2 separate regions of the Sus scrofa genome follow, and region 1 is linked to region 2. The links are chromatin contacts, called in public HiChIP or PLAC-seq maps. All regions are on one chromosome and are shown on one strand. The core of a region is the stretch at or near the end of the contact, and the rest is flanking DNA. Distances in the headings are between cores, read along the strand shown.

What was found. HiChIP or PLAC-seq counts read pairs in DNA pulled down with a chosen protein or histone mark.
Region 1: an H3K27ac HiChIP or PLAC-seq map of skeletal muscle shows a contact between it and region 2. The contact joins two enhancer-like sites. A contact is called at or near these places in 4 of 47 Hi-C or Micro-C datasets (embryonic fibroblasts, epiblast stem cells, fibroblasts and 1 more) and 1 of 2 datasets of contacts at active chromatin or transcription factors (skeletal muscle).

What each region holds. Positions count from the first base shown.
Region 1 is chr6:118,977,901-118,983,821 of Sscrofa11.1, forward strand. All of the region lies in intron 7 of MAPRE2 (microtubule-associated protein RP/EB family member 2), which reads left to right. Among named protein-coding and RNA genes, the nearest start is that of ZNF397, 96 kb to the right of the region's middle. Within about 2 kb of position 1,876, at least 10 of the 83 cell types and tissues checked have an H3K27ac peak or open chromatin away from gene starts, as enhancers often do. A contact at or near this core is called in skeletal muscle, where this site is marked.
Region 2 is chr6:118,721,452-118,727,384 of Sscrofa11.1, forward strand. DTNA (dystrobrevin alpha) reads left to right here. Exons shown (of 21, transcript XM_021096252.1): 15 at 4,425-4,521. Among named protein-coding and RNA genes, the nearest start is that of MAPRE2, 93 kb to the right of the region's middle. Within about 2 kb of position 1,405, at least 1 of the 83 cell types and tissues checked has an H3K27ac peak or open chromatin away from gene starts, as enhancers often do. A contact at or near this core is called in skeletal muscle, where this site is marked.

The DNA of each region.
Region 1 (5,921 bases), core at 626-3,125, 260 kb after region 2:
GCTACATGAACTGTGGTTATGCTCTTCACAAGCTTTATGAGGTCTGTGCAGCACTGCACACAGGAGTGAGCTGGGACGGTGCCACTCATGGGAGCAAGACAGCTTGCAGGGTGGGAGGAAAAGCCTTCTGATTCTAACCTTGAGCCTGACTTGTCCAAAGGAGGTGTCCTTGTATGGGAGCACTGTCAGGGGAACTCCAAATTGAGGGTTGGCAGGGCCACTGACTTTCTGGCTAATAGCAGGCAGGGTTGGCCTCAGGCAAGCGCTTCCCTCCTGGGTGAGATTGCAGGGGTGTCTTCCTGGGTGACTATGCTCAGCTTCCGTAGGACCATCTCTGTCTCCACCGCCACCAGCACACACACACCAGCACCAGCTTGCTGCGGTCTGAATTCAGAGCCCCCTCCTTGAACTGTTTAGAAAATTAACCCAAACACTCCTAAAAGTAATAACTTCACAGCATCATCAGTCATGAGGACTGAGCAATGGGTATAACAGGTCCTTTCATCAAACTCTTGGGGTGGGAGATGAGGGGGGAGAGTCAAGAGCTTTACATTAATCAGTTCCTTTAATTCTCTGGAGAATCCTAGCAGGTAGAGAGGAGTGTTATCCGATTTTACAGATGAGAGAAGCTGAGGCAGCAGGGGGGTCAAAAGACAATCTTAAGTTCCTGGGGGAACAAGCAACATAATTTGCATTTGAACTATAGTCCTGAGTTCATTCCCTCCCTTCTCCAAGCCTGAGCACCTTCTAAATGGGGAACATGAGGGTAGTAATAGCTAACATTTCTTGAACCTTTAGCTATGTGTTAGGTTTTATAGTCATGTTCCATATACACTTCTCGCCATATCCCTGTGTGGTGTACTATTACTTATCCCCATTTTATAGGTAAAATTACTTGCCCAATGACCCATCCTTAATAAGCTCCATCACTACCCAGGTTTCTCTAACTCATAGCCCTTAGGGGCTGTGCTCCCTGCTTGTCAGTATATTGGGTGCCATGGGGAAGGGAAAAAATAAAGGCAGTACCCCTTGGGGGAAATTGCAGGACAGACTTTGTCTAATGGACAGTATTGAGTTGTATGTGTTCTGTATGTGGAGAAGGAAGTACTCACAGGCCTACCTGGACTCCCTTCAAAAGTACCGTCCTGGCCTCTTTGTCTGGGTACTCAGTTTAATTCAGCCTCTGCCAAGAACCTCCATTTTCCTCTGGCTGGTAGCATTTCTATAACCACCTCTGTGGCCCTGGCTGGCACTGTGCTTATGTCATCAAAGAGAGAGAAACATGATAGGGAGAAGCAAGCGAGACAGTGGCATTGCTGTTGAGCATGTGATAAGGAGTATCCAGAATCCAAGAGGAGACTCAGAGGCAGTAACCAGGCAATTGGAATCTAGAAAATTGACAACACCACAAACTAAATGTGTGGGTTGCCAGAGCAGAATCTTCAAACACAGTTACTGCCTTAATTTTTCTCGCTCCAACTTATCCAGGTTCTACCATTGAAGGAATGAGCCTTTAAAAAGCTTCACTTCGCCCAAGAAAGGCCTCATTTTGGAAAAAATGTGCTCATAGGTTGCTTGTTCACTGCCCCCACCCTGCAGGCTCTGGGGGCCTCCTTTTTCCCTACTGGGCCTGACCCTCACACTGTGTCCTGTTTTCCGGCCATTTACCCATTTCAGTGCTAGGTGGACTGCAGCCATGAGGTGCAAGGTGTCTGGGAAAAAACACCAATACTTTATTCATGATGTCATTGCTATGATTTCTCTGCACATCTGAGAGGCAGAGATTTCTGGTTGCCTCCCTCCTGGAGATGGGAGGGGTGCTGAGAAACCTTCAGCTGAAGGCTGAATAGCCTGCTCTCCAATTACTCACAGATGAGCCTTGCATTGACACTTTAGGTGGAGGTATTTGCTGGAGAGGCCTCCTCCCTCAGTCTGTATTTAGTGATGGCTGGTCTCTGATGCTCATAGTCAAGCAATCCTAGAATAACATGTTTGGAAGAGGCAGAAATCCAGATGAAAGTTTTGAGTATGGAAGTAAACACAGGCAGCTGATGGAAATGGCCAGCTAGCTGCCCAGTGCACCTCTTTGTGAGTCTCATTAACTTTTTTTTTTTGGCCACACCCAGGGCATATGGAAGTTCCCCAGGCCAAGGATCAAATCCAGGTGGAGCCGTAGCCTTAACCTGCTGTGCTACAGCCGGAACTCCTCGTTATCTTTTATTTAATACTTGAGGACACAGGTGTCTGGACTTAATGGTTGGTTCACTGCTGCCCTGTGAATTTGTTGGCCGAGGGCCACCTGCTAAAACATAGGCACTTGTTTCCTGAGGTCCTGTCACGGAAGCCACTGTCAAATGACCTAAAAATACTTCCCCCTCAGCCCACACCTTTTGGATACAGCCTGTGTTTCTGTCCTTGAACCAGCATTGCATCCACAGAAAGCAGACACAGCCCCTGCCTCAGAAGAGCTTGAAGTCCCAGTGAGAGAGAGAGAGAGAGAGACGGGGACACCACCAACTGGAATCTGTCAGGTTGTGATAAATGCGGTAATGGAGACATAAATAAACTTGTCTGGGGAGCACATAAAGACAGCCTGGAGGGACAGGCAAGGACTTCACAGAGAAGATGACATTTGCGTTGGACGATGAAAGATGACTAGGAATGTCAGCGATTACTGAGCTAAGACTGGGGGAGTTATTTTTTTCAAGCAGAGGAAAGAGCACCAACAAAGCAGAGAGGAAAGAAAGAACAGCCGGATGTATTGGTGTGAATGATGGAAGATGAGTGCTGTGCGCCGCCTCCTAAGTCTAGGAAAGTGGGAGCCGTGCCGCCCCCCCACCCAGCTTCTTAATGAACCCCCGCTCCTCCTCCCACAGTAGCCTAGAGCCATCTTCAGACCTGTCTTCCAACTTGCAGCTCCTTCGAATGATTATCATAATAAGGAACTCCAGAGCAGTCCCTCACAGCTAACCATTAAGGAAGCTGGGAGGGACTGATCTGCAAATATTAGACTGAATTAAGTAGGCAGAGCCCCAGTGCATCAGTCACATATTTGGCATAGGTTTCACCTGGCCTCCTCCCTGCCTGTGTGTTTAAGTTCACTCTTGCTGGTGGCATAAGGGAAAGATCATTTCTGTGTGTGAGAACCTCCAGGGCACACACAGAAATGATGTGGGCTGGGAGCTCCCCGTGGTGATGTGTAACAGCTGCCTCAGAGGCACAGGTGCATCCTTGCCTGACTTTCAGAGCCCCTTAGCTCTCACCCCAAGCATTAGCAATGCATTGGTAACCACAGGTTTGCTCTTATATCCATGTTACCCAATAAAAGAGCTATGGGGTCTGCAGTTCCTGCAGATGAGATGTATGACATCACAGCCATGCCCCAGGAATGAGGGAGCTGCCCTTGGCCAGCTGGAGACCAGAGCCATGGACAAGGCATGGCTCCCACCCCCTTGTACAACTACCATGGAAAGGAGACTGGAGGAGGAGCCTAATCTAATGGGTTCCTGGTCCCGTGGCTGGTTTTACAGGCCCACAGTTACTTGAATCCAAGTCTTCCAACTTTCAGTCCTGGATTAAGTCAAGCATCCCGCAGTTAACTCCCATTAGTAATATGAGCAAACAAGATTTTCTATAAAATGTCAGATCCTCATTTTTGAGATCTTCAGCAACCTAACATTCACAAAAACAGTTATATAAGAAAAGCGCACTTCAGACAGCTGAATTCTGAGCGACGTGAGTCGGAAGGCACCACACTGGCCTTGAAGAGTTCGGATGATGACTGAACTGTCTCCAGCCCTTAGGGGACTCAAGGGTGTAAGCTCAGAGGAGCAGTCAGCTCTGGGGCAAAGGCAGTGAGAGAGGCCTGGGGAGGTACATGTGGCAGAGCAGACACCTAGGAGTTCTTGACCCACCACAAGTTCCTGGTTCCAGGGCCCATTAACTCCCATTAGTGATATAAACAAACAAGATTTTCTATAAAATGTGAGATCCTTGTTTCTGAGATCTTCAGGAACCTGGCCCACCACAGGTTCCTAATTCCAGGTCACCTCCCACAAAATGTCCTTTGCTCCTGGACTAGAATGAGGCCAGTGGCTTTTCCTCTCTTGTGCTATCCCATCAAGAAATGCTCTCCTGCTCCCATGAGGGCACCTCTGTCGGTGAGGCACTAACTCTGAGCCAAGAGGACCACCCTCGCGTGTCCTGAGTGGTGGGCAAGGAGACTTGCAGAGGACGCTGCAGGGACAGCCCAGGCCGAGCTGGCAGGGTCTGGAGTAAAGGAGGGCTTGGAGCTCTGAAGTCAAAGGCCATTATGGTTGAATTTAGGAGTGAGGGGTCCAGAAGGATGTGGGCAGAGAGAGTAGGAACTGTGCCTTCACATTGCAGAGGTGGAGCAGTTCTAGGTGTGACGACAACAGGCGGCCATGGGCACGGGGAGCACTAAGACAATGTCCTTCTGGACACCAAGCCAGTAAGGGACAGTGCTAGATTTGAAGCCGAGTCTTCGGCGTCATTTTTCTACTCTTGTCATAGAAAAGATTACTTTTTAAAAAAAATTCTATATTCTAAAATATATTCCATCACAGCTCACACTGTTTATTCTGTACCATATTATGTTCTAGGCACTTTACCTATTGTAAACCAGAGGCCTCTGTTAAATTCAGTGACTCCACTGATTCCTTGATCAGTGACACTCATTGAAAACTTGTCAAATGGGCACTTTTGTTCTCTCCCCCATTTCACATGTGAGAAAACTGAGGCACAAAACAGTCAAGTTACCAGTCCAAAGTTACCCAGCTGGGGAATAACAGCTGGAATAGGAATTCCAGGTCCATGCTTATAACCTTGACATCATGCTGCCTCTCAGAAGATAAGTGACACGTGACCTTGGCTGATAGTCCTGGTCATCCATCCTCTCACCCTCTGGGGTCCTCTTGACCCACGTGCATTGGGTTGTAGAATAAGCGAGGTATGACACGGATGAGGCCCCGTCTCGGCTTCAGTAACCTCAGGATCCAGTGGATGATGCTGCAAGGTTCAAGACAAACAGGATTACAAGTCGGGGTCTTATAGCCAAGGAAGAAGCAAAGTGCTGCAGGAGATGCATGTGAGAGAGAATCCTGGCTCGGAGACCTGGGCAGGTGATCCTGCCGTATTTGAGCTGGATCTTAACAGGTGTATCTAGGCTCATGTAAATAGGGGCCAGACAGGAGTGGGTGTGCAAAATGAGAGAGGACATGAGCATTTCTCTAAGTTCCAGCTGACTACATCGAGAAAGCACTGCAGTCTGGAGGGATCAGTTAGCTCTACTGATAAGCTCACTCCCTCTGCTTGGGTAATAAACTGATTATTCTTTGTGAGATTAAAAAAAAATATTTTGCTGAAGGTCCCATTGTGGCTCAGTAGAAACGAATCTGACTAGCAGCCATGAGGATGCAGGTTTGATCCCTGGTCTTGATCAGTGGGTTAAGGATCCAGCATGAGCTGTGGTGTAGGTCATAGACATGGCTCAGATCCGTGTTGCTGTGGCTGTGGCATAGGCCAGCAGCTACAGCTCCACTGTGACCCCTAGGAACCTCCATGTGCCATGGGTGTGGCCCTGAAAAGACAATAATAATTTGCAGGTATGGCTGATCAGGATTGGTTCCCTGGAGTTGGTGTTCATGATGTGGGTTACAGGCAAGTGATTAAATAGATCATTTGAAGCCAGGTAGAGGAACACCTCAACCATCAGAAAGTAGGCCAAAAATGGGTTGAGAATCTGACTGCAGAGGTTTGGGTCACTGCAGAGGGGTGGGTTTGATTCCTGGCCCAGTGCAGTGGGTTAAAGGATCCAGCATTGCTGTAACTGCAGCTGCAGCTCGGATTCAGTCCCTGGCCCGGGAACTTCCATGTGCTATGGGTGCAATCATAAAAAAAAT
Region 2 (5,933 bases), core at 155-2,654:
ATACCTGGCCAGGCTGCAGGCCCTGCCTCTGAGCTGGGATCCAGTCTTCCCAGGCTCATGCACCTGGCTGCAGGGACTGACCCACCAAAGGCTTGAGCTATGGAAAGACAATGGACAGAACCTGCAACTTGTGGCGGCTACTTGATGTGAAGAGATCACGTCATACTTTAGAAGACCACGATAAATTTCATGGGAGAAACAGAAATTCCTCCTTTTCAACGTAGGTTCATCTACCTTCAGAGAGATGTTGTGGAAATCCTTCCACATTCTATTACACTATCACCCCAAAGGGATGAAAACAGAAAGAAGGGAACAGTGATGTTTTACATCCTGCTGCTCCTCAAGGGCATATAAAAGGAGATCACAGCTTGAAAGCATCTTTTGCCAAATAGAATTATATAGGCCCTCCAGACTCATGAGTTAAGAAAGTGAAGTCTAAGGTACACAGAAATATAACTGAATAAACCAACTTGGAATTAGAGTCGTCATTCATCTACACCTCAGGACACCCTGTCTCTCTGCCTGGCTTGCTCCCTGTACCTCTTCCCCTGGTTGTCCCATTCTCTGATGGAAGAGTGATGAGTAGGAATTTTTATAAGCAGTTTCACTGGTTCCCCCAAGTTAGTATTTGCTTTCCAAGGATTTGGTTCCATTTGGATGACACAGTCTGGGAAGGCATCATGATGTGCCTGGTCCACTGATGATGAGTTTTCCAACGGGTATTTCTTCCCTACTTGACATTGCTCTCTTGGAACAGACTGATAATTCTCACCATCCTCTGCCCTGACATGTGGGCCTTCCCAAGACCCCAGCCAAACTACACCAAGGAGTCTGGCTGTGCAAAGAATTTCTCTGCTTTTGGCCCTCACAGTCAGCAGGCAGCCTCCACATAAAGCTTGAGGCCTGAGGCCTGAGACCTGAGACACCTAGACCCCAGCTAAGTTGCTTGCCTGCCTCCATACTCTACACATTTCTTCTGCCTGGAAGAAGAAGGACCCTCCCTTGAAGGCTATTTCTCTAGGTGTTTATGGACCACTCATACTGTGCTAAGCACTTTCACAGTTTGGGGATTTCATAGAAACCCTGACATCCCAGGTTAAGAAACCCTGCTCAAGGTGTATTATCCTTTAGTCATTCCATCCTTTCATCATTTCAGATTTCCAGAGAGCTCCAAAACAATAGAACCTTGAACAGTTACTTTGACCTTAGTTCTCATTGAGGGGTGACCATGTGATGCTGCCACAGGAACTCCTTATCATGGCTTTGATAGAGGTCTGCTCCATCCTTTCCAGGCCTCTTCTGAAGAAGCCAACAGGAGAAATTTCAGCTGGGGGAAGGGAGAAAGATCAGAGTTTGGCTTTTCATGCATGCAGTTTATTTTTATCTTAAGAGCACCACCATAGCCTTCCTAAATGATCATATTTCCACTTTTGCTTTAGCCACAAGAAAGCTGACAGCCAGGTTCACAACCCAGATCTGTCAACTGAATAGGATTTGAGGATAAGCAATTCTGTTGGCTAATCTGACACTTCCTAGGCACTAAGGTCTGCATCACTGTTCCTGTAGCAAGCCTGGGAGATGGACACTACTATTAGAGTCACTTTATAAAGAAACTGGGATTCACTCAAGTGCCTATGCAATGAGTAGCATAGGTAGACTCCACTTCCTTTTCTTGGGTTTTAATTATCTCCTGCCTGCACTATTGTAAGCACTTAATTGATTCCCAGCCTCTGGTCTACCTATCAGATTTACCTTTCTTCATTTTATTTTTCATTTAGTTCAATTCCACAAATATTTCTAAAATGCAGTGTGCAAAGTCCCTGTTGTGGCACAGAGGAAACGAATCCAACTAGTATCCATGAGGATGTGGGTTCCATCCCTGGGCCTCGCTCAGTAGGTTAAGGATCCAGTGCTGCCATGAGCTGTGGTGTAGGTCACAGACTTGGCTCGGATCCACAATTGCTGTGGCTGTGGTATAGGCCGGCAGCTACAGCTCTGATTCCACCCCTAGCCTGGGAACCTCCATTAAAAAAAAAAAAAAAAAAAAAAAAAAAAAAAAAAAGCATTGCTTTTTTGAATATACTTAGCTCTATGAAAATAAAATATGACTTAGTCCTTTTTTTCCTCAACTTTCCTTGGAACATTAAAGATTTGTTATCAAACCCACATTTACTAACATTGGTGTAAATACTTATAGAGAAGACATTATTAAATGAATGTTTTTTAATTGAATTCAGTCAAATGCACGAAAGAGTAAATGTCGTGTTTTGAAAGAATGCTGCCAGAAAATAAATGTATAAATAAGGTTTTTTTCAATGTTGATTAATTATGGATTAATAACAGCTAACTCTTTCTGATAGTTTTGGGATGCCTCCCTTATGATTTCTTACCTACAATATTAGAAGTTTGGTCAACCTTCTCTCAACGTGCACCTGGGATCAAAAAGCCAAAAATTACAGAGCAGTATCTAGAGAAGAACTGGAAATAAATCAGAAACATCACCTTTCTGCCAGCTCTACTGAGGATATACTTGGAACACCATGTACAGACAAGGTCAAAGAAAAAAGAACTAATGGATTTGTCATTGAAGAATGTTTTCGAATTGGGCAAGACTTTCAAAATCAGAATGCTGCAGACCACAAAGACAAAGATTAAAATATGATACCATTAAAGTCTGTTAAAGTATGATGTCCCTTGTCCTCGGGATTTGAAAAAGAGGCAGTGGTAAAGGAAATGAAAGGAAGGCTTGCTCTGGGAACAAACTTTAAATGGCAATAAAAGCCAAAAATATAAACATATTCAAAAAGAATGAAGTTATGTTTATGCAGTTTAAGTTTATGATTCATCATAGAGAAAGCCTATGTGAAAGCAAATTAAAAATGTTTCAGTTATTTCCATAATCTGGCCTCCCACAAAATCTCTTTTAATTGAATGAGTCATTGACCTAACTCAAAGTGACGTTTTTGTGTTGTCAATTTTTCATTTCAGAGCTTCTGCTATAGCTACACTTAGTACTGTGTCTGAGCCATTGTGACCAGTCGTATCCATTCATATATTAACACATATGCGGTTAAAGCATCCACTTATTTTTAAAAATATAAGTTTCACTATTTCAAAATCAGACAGAAGCCTTTGAGGAAAGGAGGAAAATTGTATATATTAATTTTTCACTAATGGTCCTGAAATAATAGATTTTAAATTGATTTAAAAATGTATACCTCAAAAATATGAGTGATCAATATTCTTCTCCATACTGTTTAATTTCTTTCCCATCCTTTAAAGATATTTTGGTACCTCTTAGTATTACAACAATGATAGAATACTATCCTTCTTGCTGACAGTTTAAGAGAAGTTCTACAAAACAAAACAAAACTAAACAAACGCAAACCTTATATATTATTTTCAGTTAGAATAATTGTGTATGAACTCCTTTATTCTGACTTCACTCCATGATGCCAAACCCAAACCAGAAAATTTAGATTGAGTTTAAAAACTATGTACCATAAATATTTCACCTCTGAAAGGTACCACATTGCCAACTAAGAATTGAAGACATGAAAAATGTACTTTCTAAATCTGATTTCCAGACATTAAGGTAATCAGTGTTTTCTGTGAGGTTTACAAAAGTGTTCTTGGGTTTGGAGGATCTGTGGGATTGGCCTTTCTCAGTAACAGTTTGGTTTCTGTTTATTATCTCAAGGGGACCCCATGGCACAGCACAAGGGTCATGACATAATAAGCATTCAGAAAAAAATTTCAGGAATTCCTGTCGTAGCACAGAGGAAGCGAATCCAACTAGGAACCACGAGGTTGTGGGTTTGATCCCTGGCCTCGCTCAGTGGGTTAAGGATCCAGTGTTGCCATGAGCTATGGTGTAGGTCACAGACGTGGCTCAGATCCCACGTTGCTATGACTGCTATAGGCTGGCAGCAACAGCTCTAATTCGACTCCTAGTGTGGGAACCTCCATATGCTGTGGGTGTGGCCCTAAAAAGAAAAAAAAAAATTTCTACAGAAAAAAATTTCTTTAAGTGGTTAATTTGGGGTAGATGGGAGAGAAATATCAAATAAGGTTTTAATTCTGTTAGTACAACTTTCAAGAAATAAACATACATCCAAGCTATAATTGTTTATTCAGGAGTTCCCCAGTGGCCCAGTGGTTACAGATCTGATGTTGTCACTGCTGTGACTGGTTACTGCTGTGGCGTGGGTTCAATCCTGGCCCTAGAACTTCTGCATGCTGCAGACTTGGCCAAAAAAAAAAAAAAAAAAAATCGTTTGACAACATTCACTTGCCTGATAACTTTATCAAAGACCCAGAGATGCCCTTTCTCTTCTGGTCCACGAATGGTGCCATGAGACTGGGAAATGTGATTAGCTCAGTGAGTTGAATGCTGTTTCTGATGACAACTGCTTCTTTCTTAGACAGCGCAAGGATGAGCTGGAACAGAGAATGTCTGCCCTCCAGGAGAGCCGGAGAGAGCTAATGGTCCAGTTAGAAGGTCTCATGAAGCTACTAAAGGTAAGATGCTTCAAATAAATGTTTCCTATTCTTCCAACTATGGCATTTCTTTTTAAAAAAATTTGCACATAATATGCAATGATTTTTCCAACTGCTATATGTGATTTCCTCCAAAATGTGGTTTCAAACTCAATTATAAACTCTTTTCCTAGACACATCAAATGATAGCAGTCAATTACAGGGCTCACTCTTATCCATTTCCTGGAACCAAATTACTGAGGACCTTCATGGGACAACTTATTTCCATTTGGCTCATTTCCAGTTCCTTATGTCCTTGAAAGTAATAAAACTAGATTTATTTAGAAATATTTTACAGTTCATGCCCTTCAGCAATTCTGACTAAATTGAATAGAAGCTAATGTCTAATTCAGAAAATGAAGATATAGCCATTAAGTAATTTGGGTGATTATTGTTTTATTAAGGGGAGCAACTTGGTTGATTTCAGGAAATTTTATCAAATCTCTGTGGCTTTGGCAGCAAATCACATAACTTTTATGGGTTTCAAACACAAACTATAAATGGAAATATCTCCTTACTTTTCTGCAGGTAAAGCATTTAATAAGATGATCTATAGAAATCCTCTGCAGAGTATTATAATAATAATTCTCATTCAGAAGTGGCATTCTTTCTTTCATAAATCCTTCTGCCCTTCTTCAGTATACACTAAATTGCATTTCAAGTCAAAAGTAGACTAATTATAGCCACATACCCATAGTTGCTCCAGTAGAGGTTTCAGTGCTCTGTGGTGATCCTGCCTGGTATAAACAAGCATGAACCAGTATGGACTGCACCTGTGACAATGCCAACGACAGGAACCAAAATTTCTGATAGAATAACAAAGGCAGAGTCTCTGGGATAGCTCCTTTGTGAGACAAGATGTCCTGCCTTTCAATCCGTGGACCCCCCCATGCCCCTCACACCCTATTGTTTATTGTTTCTGTATTGTCCTTTCTTTTGTTCTCCCTTTCTTTTCTTTTCTTTTCTTTTCTTTTCTTTTCTTTCTTTCTCTTTCTTTCTTCTCTCCTTCCTTTCCTTTCCTTCCTTTCTTTTCCTTTCTTTCCCTTCCTGTGTTTTCTTTCTCTCTCCCTTCCTTCCCTTTTATTTACTTATTTTTTAATTTAAGAAATTAAATATTTGATAAATATTTGTTGAAGCCTACTATGTCCCCAGGCACTGATATAACACTTTTTTTTCTTTTCTTTTCTTTATTCTTTTTCATTCCTTAGAAGACTTTTCCTGCCATCAGTGTCGAGAATGCTTTATCTTTACTAAACAAAATTCACTTTTCATTGTATCAGACATGTAAAGTGTAAGATTCAGTTTTTGTTGTACTATCCATGCTAAGACAGGACTAGGTAATTCGTACCCTCTTGCTGTTTCTGCCCTATGATCTGATTTGATGATCCAGAAAA